Regions from separate parts of the Neogale vison genome. Here region 2 is linked to region 1. Evidence: chromatin contacts called from public Hi-C data. All regions are on one chromosome and are shown on one strand. The core of a region is the stretch at or near the end of the contact, and the rest is flanking DNA. Distances in the headings are between cores, read along the strand shown.

Region 1 (5,683 bases), core at 2,288-4,787:
GCGCCTTGTTGAAACCAATTCTGCAAAGGAGATTTGTCAGCTTTGAAGAACTTGGCAAACCTAAGGGATTTATTATTTACATAATTTAACTGCACTCTAGGACCATAGTCAACTTTGAGAAGTGCTAAATAAGAAAGACCATGGCCAATGATGGCATCAAACGCTGGTGGCTTAGACTCTTGGTAGAAGGCCCCTGGGGGCTGGATGCAGCTCTTGCTCAGCTCTTCTGCTCCGACAAGCCCATGTGATGCCTGATTCTGCACACTCAACAAAGATCTACTAAACACAGCGGGGAGCATGAGGGCCTTTCCCCCTACACTGGTGTCCGAGGCTCTCTGCTGGCCACCCAGCTCTCCCCTCTCTGGAGGGGGTCTTCTGGGAGGCCAGAAGCAGAAACAGGCACTGAGTGTGCTGCTTTGTGTTTTCATTCAGAACATGTGGTATGATTACTAAAGATCTGAGGAGGAAAGGCAGGGTGGAAGGAGTGATGGGAGGAACGAAGGGAGGAGGGAAAGAGAGAAATGTGGGTGGTGCAGAGGTGGCCACAAGGCTCTCTCCTTCAGGGACAGCCTGTAGGAAAGAGCACCGTTAGTGGCCAGCCCCCCGGCCCCCCAGCACCTTTAGGATCCACCAGACCATTCACACCAGACCATTCTCTCCCCAGGCTGATGACTGAGCCAGTGACTGAACATGGCAGGGCTGGGGGCCAGATGAGGGGAATGGTAGGTTCTAGAACCAGGGCACTCTAATCTAGTGTGGGACCCACTAATCCTTGTTCTGGGACTCGCCAGCCCCTGGCTGAGACCCTCTCAGAGCTGCACGGCATCTGAGCCCTTTCCTATCCAACCCTCCTTCCTTCCCTCTCTCTTGTCTTTGGGGTCAGACCTCTTAGTGGTCTGAAACTCCCCCATGCCCACTCCTGCTCCCTTGCCCTTCATCTTTCCTAGGTGACTTCTCACCTAGATCTCCTGCACCTCTGATTCTGTCCTGGCATCTGCTTCCCAGAGGACCTAGATCTCCTGCACCTCTGATTCTGTCCTGGCATCTGCTTCCCAGAGGTCCTGCACTGACATGGGGAGAAAGGGAGAGAGCCAGGAAGTTTGAACTTGTGCCTCCTTCCTTCTCCACGGATCTCCTTTGGCAGTCATAGACTGGCAAGCCATCTCGCTCACTCGATGGCTGAGTGCAAAGCCACCAGTGCTCAGCTCACATCTTTTTTTTTTTTAAGATTTTATTTATTTATCAGAGAGAGAGAGGGAGAGAGAGTGAGCACAGGCAGACAGAATGGCAGGCAGAGGCAGAGGGAGAAGCAGGCTCCCTGCTGAGCAAGGAGCCCGATGTGGGACTCAGTCCCAGGACGCTGGGATCATGACCTGAGCCGAAGGCAGCTGCTTAACTAACTGAGCCACCCAGGCGTTCCTCAGCTCACATCTTTTTAAAAAGTAATGGTGGTTTGTGTCTTTAGCTAAAAAACAGTTCCTTCCCCCATCCAACCCTCTCTCCTTCCCTTCCTTCCTATCTCTCCACCTAACGTGGGGACTGAACTCACGGCCCCAAGATCAAGAGTTGCATGCTCCACCGACTGAGTCGGCCAGGTAACCCCAGAAACATTTCTTTAAGTAAAAACTAATCCTCTGTATCTCCCCTTTCTCTTGTCTCTCATCTTGAATCCCAGAATCCTGAACATGGCCCAAGATGCGCCTCGTGATCAGGCCCATGCCTGTTGCTTTAGCCTTTGAGCCCTTTGCTCACTGTGTTCCTCACAAGGCCTCCTTCTCGATTGCTTCAGGACCAGAGCATTTGTCCTCTGTCCAAGCCCCACCTTTTGGGAGTTAATTTCTAATTTTTTAGGTCCTAGTTTAAATGACACTTCCTGTGACTCTCCCCACTTCCAGTAGAGCTTTGGTCCGGGTTCTATTACCTCGTGTTGCACCTTCACGACACTCATTCATTTTAATTAAATATTGCATTAGTTTTCTGGGACTTCCATAAGAAAGTACCACAGACTGGTGTGGGCTTAAACAACTCAACTTCATTTTCTCATAGTTCTAGATGCCAGAAGTCCAAGATCGAGTTGTCAGAAGGGTTGGTTTCTACTAAGGCCTCTCTCATTGGCCTCCCCGCTGTGTGTCTGTGTCCTAACCTCGCAACTCCAGTCATAGTGGATTAGGAACCCTCATCTGACCTCGTCTTACCTTAATCACCTCTTTATAAGGGTTATGTACCTTCAAATACAGGGTCAGTCGAAGGTTTTGGAGCTTAGGACTTCAACATATGAATTTCAGGGGGAACAGAGGGAGACACATTCAGTACATAACAACGACTTACTTCAAGAATTACTTGAGGGACGCCTGGGTCGCTCAGTCGGTTAACCATCTACCTTCACCTCGGTCTGTGGTCCCAGAGTCCTGGGATCGAGTCCCCCATCAGGCTCCCTGTTCAGCCAGGAGCCTGTTTCTTCCTCTGCCTGCTGCTCCCCCTGCCTGTGCTCTCTTTCTCACTCTCTGACAAATAAATACATAAAATCCTAAAAAAATCATTACTTGAGGTTTTGATGTCTGTCTCCTCTAGCACACCATACACTTCATAGGAGCAGGACTGGTACTCTCCATTTGCTGTTTTCTGTGTAGTGTCTGTGTAGTAGGTATTAATGGAAGGAGCTAATGAAGAGATTGTCTTTCCTTGGTTGATCCAAAATGGCAAGTGTAGATGGAGGACCTCAGCAAGAAGCCAAAACAGAGCTCTGAGGACTGGGGAATGGGCAGCCATCTTCTCCGAGCATGGCCGGCCCTCATGGACATAGTCCAGTACACAATGGTGTTGAAGGCCTACTGTGCATCAGACTTTCATTTGACCTTAAAGGATGGATAAGTTTCTGTAAGAGAAGGGAAAAGAAGGTATGGATCTGTGTTCTGATTTCTTGTCCTTATGCCTTTCCATGATTGGACTTTGGAAAGTTACCAAAGAGCTGGTAGCCACCTGTTAGAGTTGGAGAAGCATTCAAGGTTAAGCATGGAGGACAGATATGACTCTGACTCAGTCCTTTGGAAGAGAGAGAGAGAGAGAGAGTGTGTGTGTGTGTGTGTGTGTGAACACATGGGTGTGTGTTTCTGGGTGTTCCCAGATATCTGTGTGTGTGCATGTGTCCTTGTGGGTGTATTTAGATGGGCATGTGTACACATATCACTGGATATGTCTGAGTTTTCTGTATGTATGTATCTGCTCGTGTGTCTAGGTGTGTCTGGGTGTGTGCATCCATCTCTGTGAGGGTATATCTGGATGTCAGGGTATTGTTCCAAAGGACTCATGGGGCAAGTGTCTCTGGGCCCAGGCTTGGCTGCATCTGTTCTGATCCTGTCAGACCTCTGAGGCTGGTCTGTTTGACATTCCAGAGGACAGGGTTGAGGACAGCTACATCTGCTGAGTCATAAGGATGTGGGTTGTATGTGTTCACAGTTGGACGTATCTCCTTTCACACACGGGGAGGGGAGATTTCAGTTGGGCCGGCTGACCGTGTGTTCTTTCAGAAGGTCATGACCTCAGCCAGCCCCAGGAAGGAGTGGAAATGAGAATGTTTATGAGATCTGGAGGTTAGCAGAAGGCGAGCTGAGACCCGGGTGTTCTCCAGCTGGGTCTCCTGGGTCACGGCTTTCTCAGGCCATTCCAATCAACCAAGTTGTTGCCTTTCAAGCTGACTGATGGGCACTTCCTGGAGGGGTAGGAGGCCAGGGAGGGTTGTCTTGAATGGTACAAATAGCAGACCTCACCCAACTCTTACAATCAGTGCTGCTCCTGGATAGGCCCCTCCAAGCCATGAGTCTAGACTCCAGAAAATCCTTCTCTTTCCTCTTCAACCAACCAACCAACAAACCAAAAAATAAACAAAAAGCACTACAACAGTTTACTTAGCCAAAATGCAATCAAGTGAGTCTTTCAAACTTGTCTGATTCAAACAGTAAAATTTTCCCCAGGGATGGCAGGGGCAGGAAGCCTCAGTCCCAGCCTCCTTGATTGGGATGGGTTGTATAGGATGTTTCCCAGGAGCAGATGGGAAAGGGTAGGAGGACATTCAGCCACAGGTGTGTATTTGGTAAGGCATCATGGGTGGGGAAAGGGTTTGAGCAGGCATGGGACGTAAGTACATACTGACTGAGAGTTCAGACACGCCTGGTGCGGTGCTAGGCACTGATCCCCAGGAGCCCCAGAGGGAGCAAACCTATAGATATTCAGCTTACTCATAGATAAGCTGCTGCGTACCCTTGAAGCTGGAGGCACAGGTGTGGAAGAGGTGAAGGAAGTGGGTACAGGTGCATCAAGGAAGGGTTAATCATTCTGAGGAGGCCATAATCAAAAGAGGGAGGTATGTTGGCCTGAAGTAGGGTCTCTCACCACTGGTCATGTCTTATAATCAGACAGTGAAGGCCACGGACATAAACTCGTGCTTGCCTACCGTCACTCTCCTCTGGTAAGTTCCTGCCAGCCTGTGGAGTCCCGAGACGGCCTAGAATGTGGAAGAGTAGGCTTGGCGGGCTGCCCTGGGAAGAGAGGAGCCTGAGAAGGAGGTTGGAGTGATCAGTACCTGCCTAACCAGGGACTTGAGCAACTTTGTAGATGCTCATTCAGCCTCACTGAGGGAACCCAGGGGCAACAGGGAGCTCACACTCTGCCGGTGGGACTTCAAGAGCTCGTGTCAAACCGTTCGCTTTATTACAAGTTCTTTCTCAACCTGGTCTCCCTGAAGATCCATTCGTCATCCTGGTTCTGTCTTCTGGGGTCACATCATTTAACAAATAGAGGTAGACAAAGATGACAAATACCGTGTCCTCAGGAAGTCCACAGACCAGTGACAGGAACAGCTGTTTATAGGGCAGGATGAAATAGGAGCTAAGCTGTGAGCTGAGGGGGTGTGTGGGGGGTGGGGGAGTCTTTTCTCGGGCCTGACGGGAGCCCTGGGGCGTCTGGAAGAGAGGACATTACAAATAGGCAGCATCTTTTTTTTTTTTTTTTCCCCTTAAGATTTATTTATTTATTTGAGAGAGAGAGATCAGGAGAGGGGCAGTGGGAAAGGGACAGATAACTCCCAGTGAGTGCAGAGTCCCACGCGGGGCTCCATCTCCTGATGAATCATGACCTGAGCCGAAACCAAGAGTTTCAGCTTCTTTAAGGGGATTTGTGTTTGTGGAGGGGCCGTGGGGGCCAGGCCAGGAGCGGCTTGAGCAAAGACACAGAGCCAGGAGGAGCCCGGCAGGGCAGGAGCCTGGTGTGGAGGGGAGCTGAGCGGGCCATGGAAATTGGATCCCAGAGGCCTTGAACGTAGACCTGGGCCTTTATTCGGTGAGCCATGGGGAGGTCCAGAGGGTTTGTGAGACTTTATCGGAGCTGGGATATACATCAGCTATTCTCACGCATCCCCTGGGGTCTGTTAGAAATGCAGGTTCTCAGGCCCCACTCCAGACCTGCCGAATCACAGACTCTGGGGGTGGGACCTAACGATCTGCTTTAACGAGCCCTGCAGGTGATTCTGATGCCATCTTGAGAAAAATAAAATAATGAACAGCTGAGGGGAGGCCAGGATGGGAGGGTTCTGGAGGAGGAAGACCAGTCAGGGCTCCTGGACTCAGCTGTACCAGCCGGAAGCAGGCCTGGCTTGGGGAGGGGGCAGGAAGCATTGGACAGATTGGGG
Region 2 (5,683 bases), core at 1,100-3,599, 130 kb before region 1:
GGGCTATCAGCCGTTGCCTGGGTACAGAGATGAACGAGACATTGTCCTTGCCCTAAAGGCAAAGGGAAGTGGACACTGATGATAACTAAAATAGGGGAAGGAGAATGACAATTTGGTACAAACCAAGAGTGGTGGGGCTCTGGGGAGAAAGCCATCTGGAGAGGAAGGGAGATGGTATCCGTGGAAGATAAGGATACCCATCCTTCAAGGGCCCTTGAAGGATGGATATGATTTTGTAGGATGGGACTGTGGGAGTGTGGAGTGACTTAAACAAAAGCATGGAGGCAGGAACAGCCAATAATCCAACCTGGCAAGAGCGCTGGCTGTGCAGACATATGAGGGAAAAGGGTGTATGTGTGGGCCTGGGAACTGCCGGTTGGAGCCTTAATTGCCAGAGTGAGGCATTTGTGCTATTTTGCCAGCCATGGGAAGCATGCAGGAGCTGGAGCAGAATCACGCTCTTAGCTCTTAATACCCAGCCCCTCCTCTGGTTTCATTCTGGAATAGATGCACTTCTTGCTATTACCCTCGGGGTCTTTCCTTCTCTGCCCACTGCCACCTTGGTCCCATGTGCAGTGCTCAGTGTCCTGTTGCTGCTCTCAGGGGAAGGTCTGATACGTTCACTCAACCTTAAGCAAAAAATGCATTTCCAGATGGTACCTCCCTAGGCAATTGCATTTGGCAAGAACAGTGCAGGGAGCACCAGACAGAATCTGTCAGAGGCCTGGTTCTAATCCTAGCTCTGCCTCTCACCAGCTGTGTGACTTTGGACAAGTCACTTTTTCTTTTCTGAGCCTCCGTTTCCTTGTCTGAAAATGACAGGCTGGATGGGATGACTGAAAATGACCCTTCCTGCTGTGATGTTCTTCGACTAATTTGCCAAGTATCAAACCTAAGAATGTCAGTTTTGCCTTATGTGAGGGGATGTTGTTTTTGCAAATTAGGTGTTAAGCATGAGGCTAACTGGGGAAGTGATGGAGAGGTGACATGTAGGTATTCTGGCAGTGTTGACTGATTCCAGCTTGGCTTCATCATAGCCCAGGCTATGATGTGAATGAAGAAATATCCCAGCCATGCAAATTATTCCCCACCACTCAGATCTTCCTAGTTGAGGCCCTGGACATTGCGGAGCAGAGCTCAGCAATCCTGTGCACTGTCTGAATTCTTGAACCTCAGAATTTGTGAGCCTGGCAATATTGCTGTTTCAGCCACCAAGGCTGAGGTGTCTTCTTACATAGCAATAGATAACTGGAAGTGTGTGTGTGTGTGTGTGTGTGTGTGTGTGTTTTGAGGGTAGTCTGAGGATAAAGGGTCTCCTTACACTGGTGAAACTTCTGTGGGTGGCCTCCTCTATCACTGACTTTGGAAGCCAGCTCTGGTCTTGGGTATTACTCTAGGTAGCATGGTGCTCTTGGGACAGGAGACTCAGAGTCTGCACTGTCCTGGGATGTGATAAAGTTTATAAACAAGGGAGCTCTTTGGTCTTTCTGATCAGGTGAAGGAAAGGGCTCATCTGTACTTGTCAGTACTCCAGTCTGTGTGGGGGAGGTTACTTACACTGGTGGAAGTCTTCTAGGTATATCCTATACTTTTTTTTGTTGTTGTTAAAGACTTTATTTATTCGTCAGAGAGAGAGAGAGAGAGAGAACAAGCAGGGGGAGAAGCGTGCTCCCCAGTGAGCAAGGAGTCCAGTATGAGAATGGATCCCTGCACTCTGGGATCATGACCTGAGCTGAAGGCAAATGCTTAACCAACTGAGCCACCCAGGCATCCCTTACACATGTTATATTTCAGTCCCATAGTAGCTCCATTAGAAACTATAAGAAGGGGGGCGGTGTTTGCCCCACTTTCCTGACGAAGGAGAAGTTCAGGTGCCATGCCCAAGACTATACATGGGGAATGGCAGAGCAGGGCTTTGTACCAAGGAGCAGAACTCCAAATCAAACACCTTTTCCTCTAGGACCCCTTGAGGAGCCCTGTTGGTGACTTAGGGATGGGAAATTTTGGGAAGGGGCCTCCATTTCCTTTCGCTAAACAGTCTCTTGTCTTCAAATAAGTTCTGTCTTGGCTGTGTTTCTGTTTCCGCTTCCTTCTTCCCATCACCCGCTCCACTCTCATTCCTTTTTTTTTTTTTTTTTCCTTCCTGGCATTTTTGGCAGAAGACAGAGAGGAGGAATCCACTGCCAAGTCCTTTATTAAGGAAGGCTTGACGGTGATGTGGGGGCTTCACTCACCAACCCTGCAGAGGCTGGGGGAGGGGACATAGAGGACACCCGAGGTTAGGCCACTCCCAAGCTGGGGGTTGGTGGGGACAAGGGGAGTGTCCTTCTCCCTCTCAGCCCCCACCCAGCTGTGAAAGCCAGCGGTGATGTTCCCAGAAGAGCATCCCGGCTGGGAGGGAGGAAACGGCCTATTCCCTCGTGGGACTTCCTCTCTCACGGTGTGTGCGTTGTGGGGGGTGGAGGGGTGGGCAAGGGATCGGGAGTGAGAGGACAAGGAAATACCATTTTCTGAGCGATTGTGCCAAGATATAGCAGATTATCATCGGCTCATTTAAAGCAATTTCCAGATCAGACTTGGAGAGGTTAGTTGACTTGTCCAAGGCCACACAGCCTGTGAGGGGCAGAACGCTAAGGACGCGGGAAGAGTCTCGCTGCTGGCTCTCCCCACCACTCCTGGAGGTGTCTGGGGACCTGGCAGGAGGCTCTCGACGCTCACCTCAGGGCGGTCCAGAGGGGGCTCCCAGTAGGGGGCGCCCCGAGCCCCCGTCCCGGGACGCCGGGCGCGCCTCCAGCCGGCGCCTGGGACGGAGCCGCCGCTCCGCCCTCTCGGCTGCTCAGCGGCTCCGCGGGCGGGCAGCCGGCCGGGAGCAGAGCAGAGCCGTGCGGCGCGCACCCGGTCGCGTCCGCCGTGCCCGTCCAGCGCAGCCTCTCGCCGTGAGTAGCGCCCGTATGCGGGCTCGACGGGCCCGACAGGGCGCGCGGGGCTGGGGCTAGCGGGGGCAGGTTGCTCCGGGATGCGCTCTCTGGGATTCCCCGAAGCCCGCCGCCCGGGTCCCTCACACCGTACCCCCTCCACCCCCGTCTGGGGGGTTTGGCCGGCTTTGCCCTCGGGAGCTGTGGCCGGCCCCCGGCCTGTCCGCTGTGCTCTCGGGCGCGCTCTGAAGCCTGGCACTTTGACCCTAGGGACGAGGGACGGGGTGGGAGCGACTGGCCGAGGCTTGGCACCCAGGGCGGGACCGGGGGAGGGGTGGGAGATAGGAAACAGACTTTCATCAATTTAGGGCCCCCATGAAGGGGAGAGCACTACAGATGTCCGGGAGGAGATGGGCTAGTCTTCTCTGCAGCCACCTCGCACACCTCCTCTCCCATTTGCACAAGGACGTGATTCCAGAAGGCTGCTCCACACACAGTCAGCTTGCTTGTGGCAGAATGAAGCTGTGGTTCCCGTCGTCATGGGCCCGGGGCCACTAGGGAGGCAATGGGGGTAGCCAGTAAGTTTGCAGCAGGCTGGGATAGAAGGGCTTAGGAGGGCGTCGTCAGTAGTTGACCCTGACTCTGGGCCAGGCATTGTGGACGTCTCCTGGCATGTGTGGGTCTGGCTGGTCCTCACCGTAACTTTGCGAGGTGGCGATTAGTGTTCTCACTTTAGGAGTGAGAAAATGAGTCCCAGAAAGGTGAGCATGGAGGCCATGCAGGTAGTGGTAGGTTGGGGGTGCACCCTGGGAGAGAGGGAGTCCTAGCTGGTTGCCTCAGAAGCAGGTGGGAAGGTCCCTGGGGCCAGGTGGAGAGAACAGCCCCTGGCACCTTGTACTCTAGAAACCAGTGGAGGGCAGCTGGGGGCTGCTGCTGTGGTTTCCGACTCTGTTTCCCAGCTGCCTCCATGTAAGGTATTTCTGGGAGACTCCTGGTGACTAAGGGGAGCTGGTGCCTTGGCCTCTTCACCAGTACTTTCAGAGTCCTGCTCTTCTCCCAAGTTGCGATTTAACCATAAAGTGGCCCCACTGATAATTCAGCTGCTTTGGAAGAGGCTTGGACAGGGGGTGCAGGGTGCGTATGGTTGGGGGTGAGTGTGTGCTGGTCTGGAGCAAGTTTTCAGCCGGCAGGAATGAGACCTGAACTGACCCTGATCACCTCCCCGAGGTTTCCCTCCTTATTAGACGTGAGGGTGAACGAGCAGGCTGTCTAGTGGAGCTGGACCTTCGTTAGAAAAATGGGTTTTCTCATGTCAGCTTAGGCAAATGGCTGATCTCTGGGCCCGCGCTTCCTCATCAGAGTTTGATTGGGGCTGGTCAGAGGCTTGACTGCGTGGAGGGGCTCTGTAATGCCGGAGCTCCTTCCCTTCTGTGGGCAGTCTCCTCACAGCCTGAGTGTGATGATTCCTAATGTGGCGGAAGGTATAAGAGGACAAGCTTGTCTGCTCCCTTGCAATGGTCCCATTTCACTGACTGACACTGGGTGAGGTGGGATGAGGATCTCCAAATGACCAGGAGAGTGAGCTGGGGTCAGTGAGTGAGAGGATTTAGTAGGGTAGAGGGTTCCCTGCAGGGTGATCCTCTAGCCTTGGAGGCTTCCTCCTAAGTTGTCCCTCCGGAGGCCACTGGCTTCCCCAACCCCGGTGCTATACTGGAGGGTTGAGGGGGCTGTCCTCAGAAGCCCAGACAAGAACAGCTGGAGTGGGCTAGTTGTGGGACTTTAAGTCCCATCCCCTGTCTGGACCTCAATTTTCTTCTTTTGTCAAACGAGTGGATTATAGGGGTGACTGGGTGGCTCAGTGGGTTTAAGTCTCTGCCTTTGGCTCAGGTCATTATCCTGGAGTCCTGGGATCGAGCCCCGCATTGGGCTCTGTCTTCAGCGGGGAGCCTGCTTTCTTCCCTCTCTCTCTGCTCTGACTCTCTGCCTACTTGTGATCTCTGTCTGTCAAATAAATAAATAAAATCTTAAAAACAATTAAAAAAAAATAAACCAACAACGAGTGGATAATAGACCAGATAGCAGTGATTTGTCAAGCTCCTCCTGCCACCAGTGAATTCTTACCCAGAGCCTCAACTTATTGTATAGATAAAGGGGGAGATGCTCTACCTCTCCTTCCTCATGCTGGTGTCTAAAAAGCCCCTGGATAACCTTTGAGGTTCCCTTTTGTGAGGTTCTAGGAAATCTGTGTTAAACTTCAGAAGGGTTGCCTATTATGAAGGTTGAGGGCAGGATTGTGAGTCCTAGTGATTCCATTAAGAGAAATGTGGGCATGAAGGTGGGTTTCACCCTTGGAATGTCTGGAGCAGACATCTTGTGCTGACCAAAAGCTGTAGCTGTGTCCCTCCCCTCTGCCATGCTGTTTCATCTTCTCAGGGCCAGAAAGGTACCTGTGCCCTGGGGCCTTCTCTGGGTCCTAACTGGTGACTATAATTTCACCTTGGAATTTCTCCCCTTTAGTTTTATGTCTCTAAATTGATAAAATTGATAAATTGATAAAATGCAAATTCCTCTTGGGGAGAGATATTTAGGAAAATGCTTTAAGTTGTTATTAGTTGTTTTTACCTGATGAAGCGGCTGAGCAGTGACCTTGAGAAGGGAGGCTGGGCCCTACATTTAAATCAACAAATATTTAGGGAGTGCCTATTATATACCAGCAGTGACAGAGGGACATAGGTGAGAATGTGACAACCACTGCCCTGATGGGGCTC

The links. Hi-C and Micro-C count contacts between places; a contact is called where the count stands out from the background.
Region 2: a Hi-C map of muscle shows a contact between it and region 1, with 4 times the contacts expected there. The contact joins the promoter of DAPK2 here to the enhancer-like site in region 1. A contact is called at or near these places in 2 of 3 Hi-C or Micro-C datasets (fibroblasts and muscle).

What each region holds. Positions count from the first base shown.
Region 1 is chr13:105,563,680-105,569,362 of ASM_NN_V1, reverse strand. No RefSeq gene overlaps it. Among named protein-coding and RNA genes, the nearest start is that of HERC1, 94 kb to the right of the region's middle. Within about 2 kb of position 3,537, the one cell type or tissue checked has open chromatin away from gene starts, as enhancers often do. A contact at or near this core is called in fibroblasts, where this site is marked.
Region 2 is chr13:105,691,133-105,696,815 of ASM_NN_V1, reverse strand. DAPK2 (death-associated protein kinase 2) reads left to right here and starts at 2,349. Exons shown (of 12, transcript XM_044229884.1): 1 at 2,349-2,440. The coding sequence starts at 2,369.